Linked DNA regions of Gasterosteus aculeatus: region 1 is linked to region 2. A link is a contact called in public Hi-C data. All regions are on one chromosome and are shown on one strand. The core of a region is the stretch at or near the end of the contact, and the rest is flanking DNA. Distances in the headings are between cores, read along the strand shown. Region 1 holds the start of LOC144383498. Region 2 holds the start of LOC120826760.

The links. A called contact is a pair of places that touch in the nucleus more often than the background predicts.
Region 1: a Hi-C map of skeletal muscle shows a contact between it and region 2, with 3 times the contacts expected there. The contact joins the promoter of LOC144383498 here to the promoter of LOC120826760 in region 2. A contact is called at or near these places in 2 of 6 Hi-C or Micro-C datasets (skeletal muscle and tail fin).

What each region holds. Positions count from the first base shown.
Region 1 is chr10:18,585,694-18,589,383 of fGasAcu3.hap1.1, reverse strand. It overlaps LOC144383498, which reads left to right and starts at 2,209. Exons shown (of 2, transcript XM_078081089.1): 1 at 2,209-3,690. The coding sequence starts at 3,679. dnai2b (dynein, axonemal, intermediate chain 2b) reads left to right here. Exons shown (of 12, transcript XM_040189298.2): 9 at 527-750; 10 at 936-1,071; 11 at 1,525-1,671; 12 at 1,748-2,194. The coding sequence ends at 1,981.
Region 2 is chr10:18,442,779-18,446,358 of fGasAcu3.hap1.1, reverse strand. LOC120826760 reads left to right here and starts at 2,088. Exons shown (of 7, transcript XM_040189303.2): 1 at 2,088-2,886. The coding sequence starts at 2,709. It overlaps LOC144383501 (a long non-coding RNA gene), which reads right to left and starts at 635. Exons shown (of 3, transcript XR_013450923.1): 1 at 527-635.

The sequences.
Region 1 (3,690 bases), core at 960-3,459, 140 kb before region 2:
CAAATGAAAACTCTATGTTAACAGAGAGAACGTCTGTTCACAGATGTATGTTACATTACATGTCATTTTAGCTGCTGCTTTTATCCAAAGTGATTTTATCCACTGTGTTTTGCAACCCTCTTTATATGTTGATGTCTATCCTGTCTTTCTTGTATTTATCTCCTCCGTGTCTCAGAGTATGTCTCTTTCGCCCATATCTCAGTGTGTGTCTGTTGTAATGACAAAAATGTGTGTAACCCTTCAAATGTTTCATTCTACGAACAGTTTGGAAATTGCAAGTGCTGGGATGGTGTGGCCATGGGAAAGAATTGAGCCGAAGTGTCTCGCACTGATCAGATGTAAAAAAAAAAAAGATGTTCTTGGCAGTCCACTGAGCACTTTGCAAGGACATAAACGGAGAAAGACATATTTGATTCAGAGACTTTACTCTTATTTACAGATTGTCTGTGCAAAATCTTCCATCACACTGTTCTCCATGTCTCTGAGTGTGTCTCAAAGTGTGTCTATGTCCTCCATGTCTCGGCAGCCTACTAAATTCATGGTGGGGACAGAACAGGGCCTGGTTGTGTCCTGTAACCGGAAGGCAAAGACTCCCACAGAGAAGGTGGTTTGTACCTATGATGGACACCAGGGACCCGTCTATGCTCTGCAAAGGAACCCTTTCTTCCCCAAAAACTTCCTCACTGTGGGGGACTGGACCGCCCGCATCTGGTCCGAGGACATCAAGGAGTCATCCATCATGTGGACAAAGTAGGACACCACATTTCCCTGTGATCTTTCCCATCTGTTGTCTCTGTCTTCTATTATTTATTTTTATTACCTATTATCTTACTGACATTTTGTCCTGGTCTCATCCGGCCGTCTTATTCTTGACCCTTTAGACTCCAGGTGGACATTCTGCTCACTAACTCAAGCTAGACTTTAACCCCTCTCAGGTATCAGATGTCCTATCTGATGGATGCCTGCTGGAGTCCTGTCCGGCCCTCGGTCTTCTTCACCGTAAAGATGGACGGCGTGTTGGACATGTGGGACATTTTGTTCAAACAGAATGACCCCACGCTGAGTCTGAAGGTACATGCAGCTCACCTGTCCATAATCTACCTTTAAGCCAACGTACCACCTAGTCTGGACACATACCACATCCTCTGACCTTTGACACCTCAGTACAGGGAAAACACAGAAACACACCTTCAGAGGGGTAAAAAAGTAAGTTAACAGACTCTCACAAAGGGGTCATTCTTCAATCATATGTGGGTTGATCCCTGTTTACTTTTGCTGTCATAGCCACGACTTTAATGTGTGAATAGTTACTGATGACATGTGGTGTGAAAGAGCTTTGTGGGGTCTAATTACCCTCTCGATGCTGGTACTGTCCATTTACCATTTGCAGAGCATCAAGAGGTCTCTGATTTACATGCTGCCTAAGTATTCATTGTTCGACTGTTAGTCCTCTCATTAGTTAACTCTGTACCTCAGCTCACAGTTGTGATATAATGTCCCTGCTGTTGCCCTGATGATCCTCAGGTGTGTGACGAGGCTCTGTACAGCCTCCGTCTCCAGGACAACGGCCGGTTGGTGGCGTGCGGTTCTCAGCAGGGCGAAGCCACACTACTGGAGATCTCCTCTGGACTGTCAACCCTCCAGAAGAACGAGAAGAGTCTGTTGGCTGCTGTGAGGAAACTTTGAACATCAGCGTTAGCTCAATCATCAGTAACTCAACGTTATAACCCTGTTTCCATGGAAACAGATGTTTGAGCGCGAGACCAAGCGAGAGAAGATCCTGGAGGCCCGGCAGAGAGAGATCCGTCTGAAGGAGAGGAGTCGTTCAGAGCAGAGCCGGTCCGAGGACGGGGGACGAGAGGACATAGACCAGAGTCCACTTCAGCTGATAGCCAGAGCCGAGGAAGACTTCTACGTCCTCACAGAGACAGAAAAGAAGGGGAAGGAGAGGGAGGACCAGGACCTCTCTTCAGAGCTCTGAGGACCGCTGTAAGATTCTTTGGTGAATTAACTCAGCAGATCCAATCTGGTTCGGGTTGTTTTTTCATAACAAATTAGAAAGAATTTCCCAGTTTATGTTTTAGGAGATGTGAAGAGAAAGGAAGTTCAAATACTGGAACAAAGCAATGAGTAAAACACACGTTCATTATGTTTAACTCTTATTTAAGGTTTTAATAAATTAATTGTAAAATCTTCTTATTGTTTTATATAATAGACAAACAATGTGAAGCCTTTAATCATTCATATAAAGTACTTAAATGAATATTTAAAGAAGCCCCTGCAATGCCAAAATGAGTATCTTACCATGTTTGGCAACACAGCTGTGAGGGAAATTTTCCGCCATGATGGATGGCACTCAAGATGTTGCAGGGTAAAGATCAAGTCTCCATATGCCTATGGTATTTGGATAAAGACCTTGTCCCACATGAGGTATTTGTGGGACTCTACAATAGCGACAACCGGGGAACAGATGGCAAGGTAGTTCATGTGCGATGAGATTAAATTTACCAATATCAAGGTTGTGTGGTCAAACTTATGATGGAGCAGCCAATATGGCAAGAAAGCTCAACGGGCACAAGCAGTTTTGAAAAAAGAACAACCGCTAACCTTGTAAGTGCACTGTGGTGCACATTGTGTGAATCTCATAACACAGTGTGCATGCAGTGCCTCTCCCTTAGTATGCAACGCATTGCAGTGGGTACGTGATCTTGGAACTCTCAGTAACTGATCAGGCAAATTTAAAGGGGTACTGAGTGGACATGCAATAGGTGAGGGACATCCTAAAAGTGTGAAACCTCTTTGTCCAACTAGGTGGACAGTGTGTGGCCAAACTGTTGACCCAGTTTTTAGTCAGTATGAGGCTATATTGACTAGATTCGACAAAATGGCTTTGACAGTTTCAGACTCTGGTCCCAGAACCAATGGTCTCCTGAATGCATCCTGAAGGGCAGAACCTTCTTGGACTGATGGTGGCCTCTGAGGTTATCGGAGCATTTTGAATTGCTTTGCTGTTGAAATGTGCTATACAAATAAAATGGCCTGCAAGATACTGCAAAAGCAAAGCAATCAGAAGTGGTTGGAGGTATGCAGGATGCTGATTCAAAAGCAAAAAATAAGTGATGAGTAAGTGAAGAGTTTTTTGAGACGGCATAGGCAATAGTAGAAAAACTTGGGTTAAACCCTGTTCAAATTACACACCAGAGAGCTTGTGTACAAATGCTGAGACCAAACCTACGGCCTTGAGAGTACATATGAATAATCAAATCAATAATCAGTACTCGAAGTAAATGACTTATAAGTCAAATCATTTCTGAGTAAAGTTATATACATATCTGTCACCCCTCTGAAAGGCTGTATGTATATCATCTTTCACAGATGGCAAGAAGGACTGAGGACATAAACTCAAATTATTTTTTTAATGGTTTGGGTTCAATTTCTATGTTTTTACCACCTATAGAAACCGAACCACCGAGATGAAGTGAACGTTTAATAAGGAAATGTTTAGATGGAGTTTGTTTCCACGCTGAACATTCTGGAGCTACGGCCGCACCGACGTGTTAGACACGTCACACCTTAACGTAAGGAACGTCGACGTTACGCAAAGACGCTCGCTCAGAGATCCCGGAAGTGGACACATTGTTTACATGCTCTCCTTTGTTTGGTGGATGTTCCGCCAAAATGTCCAAAAAA
Region 2 (3,580 bases), core at 839-3,338:
GGGGTCTCTGTCTCTGATGGGAGAAACTGCGCAGTGAGGAGTGAACACTTGTGAAGGTGATGAGCGCGATTGTCTGACAGGATTTTTTCTCTGTTTAATTACAGCTTCCGTTTTTCCTTTTCTGCATATTAGATGCTTCACCTCCTCATAAGTTTCCATAATTAGTTGCTGCTCAGCGGGTTCAAAATACGCCGTGTGCGTCTTCTCCATTTCTGCATCAGTAGATCTGTGATGGACACCGTGGTCTTCTTAAGAAAGCCGTGAACGTGCACTGATCCCAGCTGTGTGCATCTGGATGGACTAAGCTCCTCCTCCTCATCCCGGCTCGGCAAACGTGCAACCGATGAAGATCAAACTAAGTCACGCTGCACCTTTTCACTTATCCTGGATTTCTTCATTCTACTTTTGTTCAACAGCCCCCTGATGTCCCTCATGTCTCCCACATCTCCTGGATGGTTGTCTTTTAACCTAAACATGGAGTTTTTTGTATTGATGACCCTCGCATCACATGTTAAACTGCACCCACCTGTCCCACCTGCAGCCGAGGTGATGCGGGTGTGAAGTCGGGCAGACTGCTGTCCGCCCTCTGCAGACAGACGCAGCCAATCAGCAGCAGAACCAAGGCCCAGTCTTCCAGCTTCATCTGTCAATCAATGACTTCATCAATCAGTTGTTCATCCAAAGACACACTTGCTCTCTCTTCTTATTCTTCTTTGAGAATTAACCATAACAACCCAGAGACTGGAGAGAAACAATGATCCTCTTAGTCTGGCTTAGTTGTCACATGACCAGACTATGACATCACACTAATCTCCTCCAATAAACCAGCTGACCAAAGTGTTAAATGAAGACAGGAGAAGAGGTACTAATATTCTTAATACTCGCAAGTCTGTAAATGGTAAATGGACTGTACTTGAATAGCGTTTTTCTAGTCTTCTGACCACACAAAGTGCTTTAACGCTTCATGACATCATTCACACGTTCACACGCTGATGACAGGAGCTACCACACACACACACACACACACACACACACACACACACACACACACACACACACACACACACACACACACCTGCCCATCAGTAACTAACATTCACACCCTGCAGTACAGCTACAGGAGCAATGTGGGTTAAGTGTCTTGCCGAAGGACACATGGTCATGCGGGTCAGCCGGGCCTGGGATCGAACCGCCAACCCTCTGATTGGAGGACGACCTCCCCACCCACAGTCGCCTTTAGGCTGTTTGCTGACATGCAAAGTCTGCTGTATTCATGCGAATGCTTATGTTTATGGTATTATAAATACTATTCTCTAACTCGTTGACCTTATTTATCTCACTCGTGGTGAGGCACACTCCCTCACACACCAGCCACTTTCAGTAACACCCAGTAACAGACCACACTGGGGGTTCAGATCCCTCCATTCACGGAGATCTATTGGAGCTACACACTCTCCCTCGTCAGGAAGAGGCGAGATTACAGAACCTTAGTTTACACATTTCTTTGACCATTCGACGGAGTGGACCACTCCTCCTTTATCTCAACTGCGTAACCATCATCCTGATGTTTTTGCTCTATTGTCAAAGTCGCTAGGCTGCATCCTTGAAGCCTGCAGCCTTCGACAGCTTTCTGGTCTACCTGGTCCCCCAACAACCGCTCAGGCTGAACTGAGCTTTCTCGGCGGTTTAGAGCCGTTTATTCACGCGTCTTATTTAAAAACAGGTTACCTAACTTCCTGTGGGCCGTCTTCTGGCTTTCCTCTGTCCAACTGTAAATCATTATCTACCTCGATATATCTACAGCTACATCCCTACTTATACAATTACATAGAGGTGATTATAACGAATTAATATATGTTAGAATATACAAAGATTATTTCTTAACATTTCCCACTTCAGAGACTCGATGGTTGAAATGCACTTATTGTAAGTCGCTTTGGATAAAAGCGTCAGCTAAATGACATGTAAAGTGTAGAACAGTGTACTCTGGAGGTTCTGAATCTAAATTATGGCAAAGGTTTTGATGACATTTATTGTAAATTGTGGGAGATTGATTGCAAGAGACTGACAAGATTCACATTTACGCTTTTACCGTTTGTACTGTAATTTGTTGACAGACCACGTCATTGCAATACAGAAAGGAAAATACAGCACTGCATAGCACAAAGAAAACAAACGAAATGTGAACATAGAACAATCTCCTGTACGGGGAAAGCTGCACATGCAGTACTGTAGGAGTCACAGTGCAGTCTTCTAACTCCTGATATATAAACATGATTAACAATCGCAACATTACTGATGTATAAAAACTTTTCACCAATTTAATTTGTTAGTAATACTGCAACGGGCTGGCATGTTCTGTAAGTGAGGTTTCACATGTACTGAAGTTAGAAGGTCAGTGAAGGGCTCACGTTGTCAATCAATCGCTACAATACATTTATTATTAACATTCATATATTTATAAGTGGAAAAAAGTACAAGGAAAGAAAATAATCTCAAATACAAATACTTCAAGTGTGTACTTAAGTACTATAAGTGACGGGGTAAATGAAGAGCATTGATTGGATAAAACGTTAAGGCCTGTCATCATTTCCCAGCGGTGACCCGGATGTTCGTGTTGTTCTTTATGGTTCGGTGACGCAGCGAGCTGAAGTCCAGCGACCGTCTGAAAACATAGTTCGTCTCTTCTTCTCTGCCCTTTGACAAAGATGTCCAGACTCCGCGGTCTGAAGGCTTTCATCAACCAACGGCTAACTGCGGCTGTCGAAGACATTTTGGGACACTTTGAGAGGACGATAACCGAGTATGAGGAGGAGATGGACTGTCGGCACAGAGAGCTGCTTCGCGCGGCTTCCGCAACTCAAATGAAGCTCCACGTGCAGTCAGGTGGGTTGATTCCTCATGCTAAGAAGCTAACGTGACACTTGCTAAACCATCTATACAGAACCCGTTAGCAGCTAGCTAGGTCGTCCACACAAAAGAGCCCGTTAGCAGCTAGCTGGTTCGTCCACACAACAGAGCCCGTTAGCAGCTAGCTGGTTCGTCCACACAACAGAGCCCGTTAGCAGCTAGCTAAACCACCAACACAGAGAGGCCGTTAAACCACCCATACTGTCGCTGTGTCTCAACTCAGTGGGGACACAGCATTGGCGGTAGACCTGGACTGGTCCTCCAACAACCGCATAGGCTGAACCGAGCGGTCTCTGGAATGGGACGGTCTGTCCTCCACCGCTCCCGTTGCCTAGCAACCTGCTGCGCTTGACAACAAAAGCCTTAAAACCCGATACAACTATAGAGATGTTAATATTCTTTATTCATTTAATTTAGTAAGATATGCTTCTCCTCAGTATTCTAATGCATTTAAGGCTTTCCCGGTCATTTTAAATTCAAATGTAATGTTTTAATGCAATCTTAAGGCAAGGCGATTCCATCAAAACGGTCAATAAAAACCACAACAGCAAACCCATTTATTAACTTGTATGCAAGGACTTTTTCTTACATATGATACGAGCTATTTTATCGGTAACTTTATCGGATATTACTGAATATGTCCAAGCTACAACAGCTGAATGTCACCATC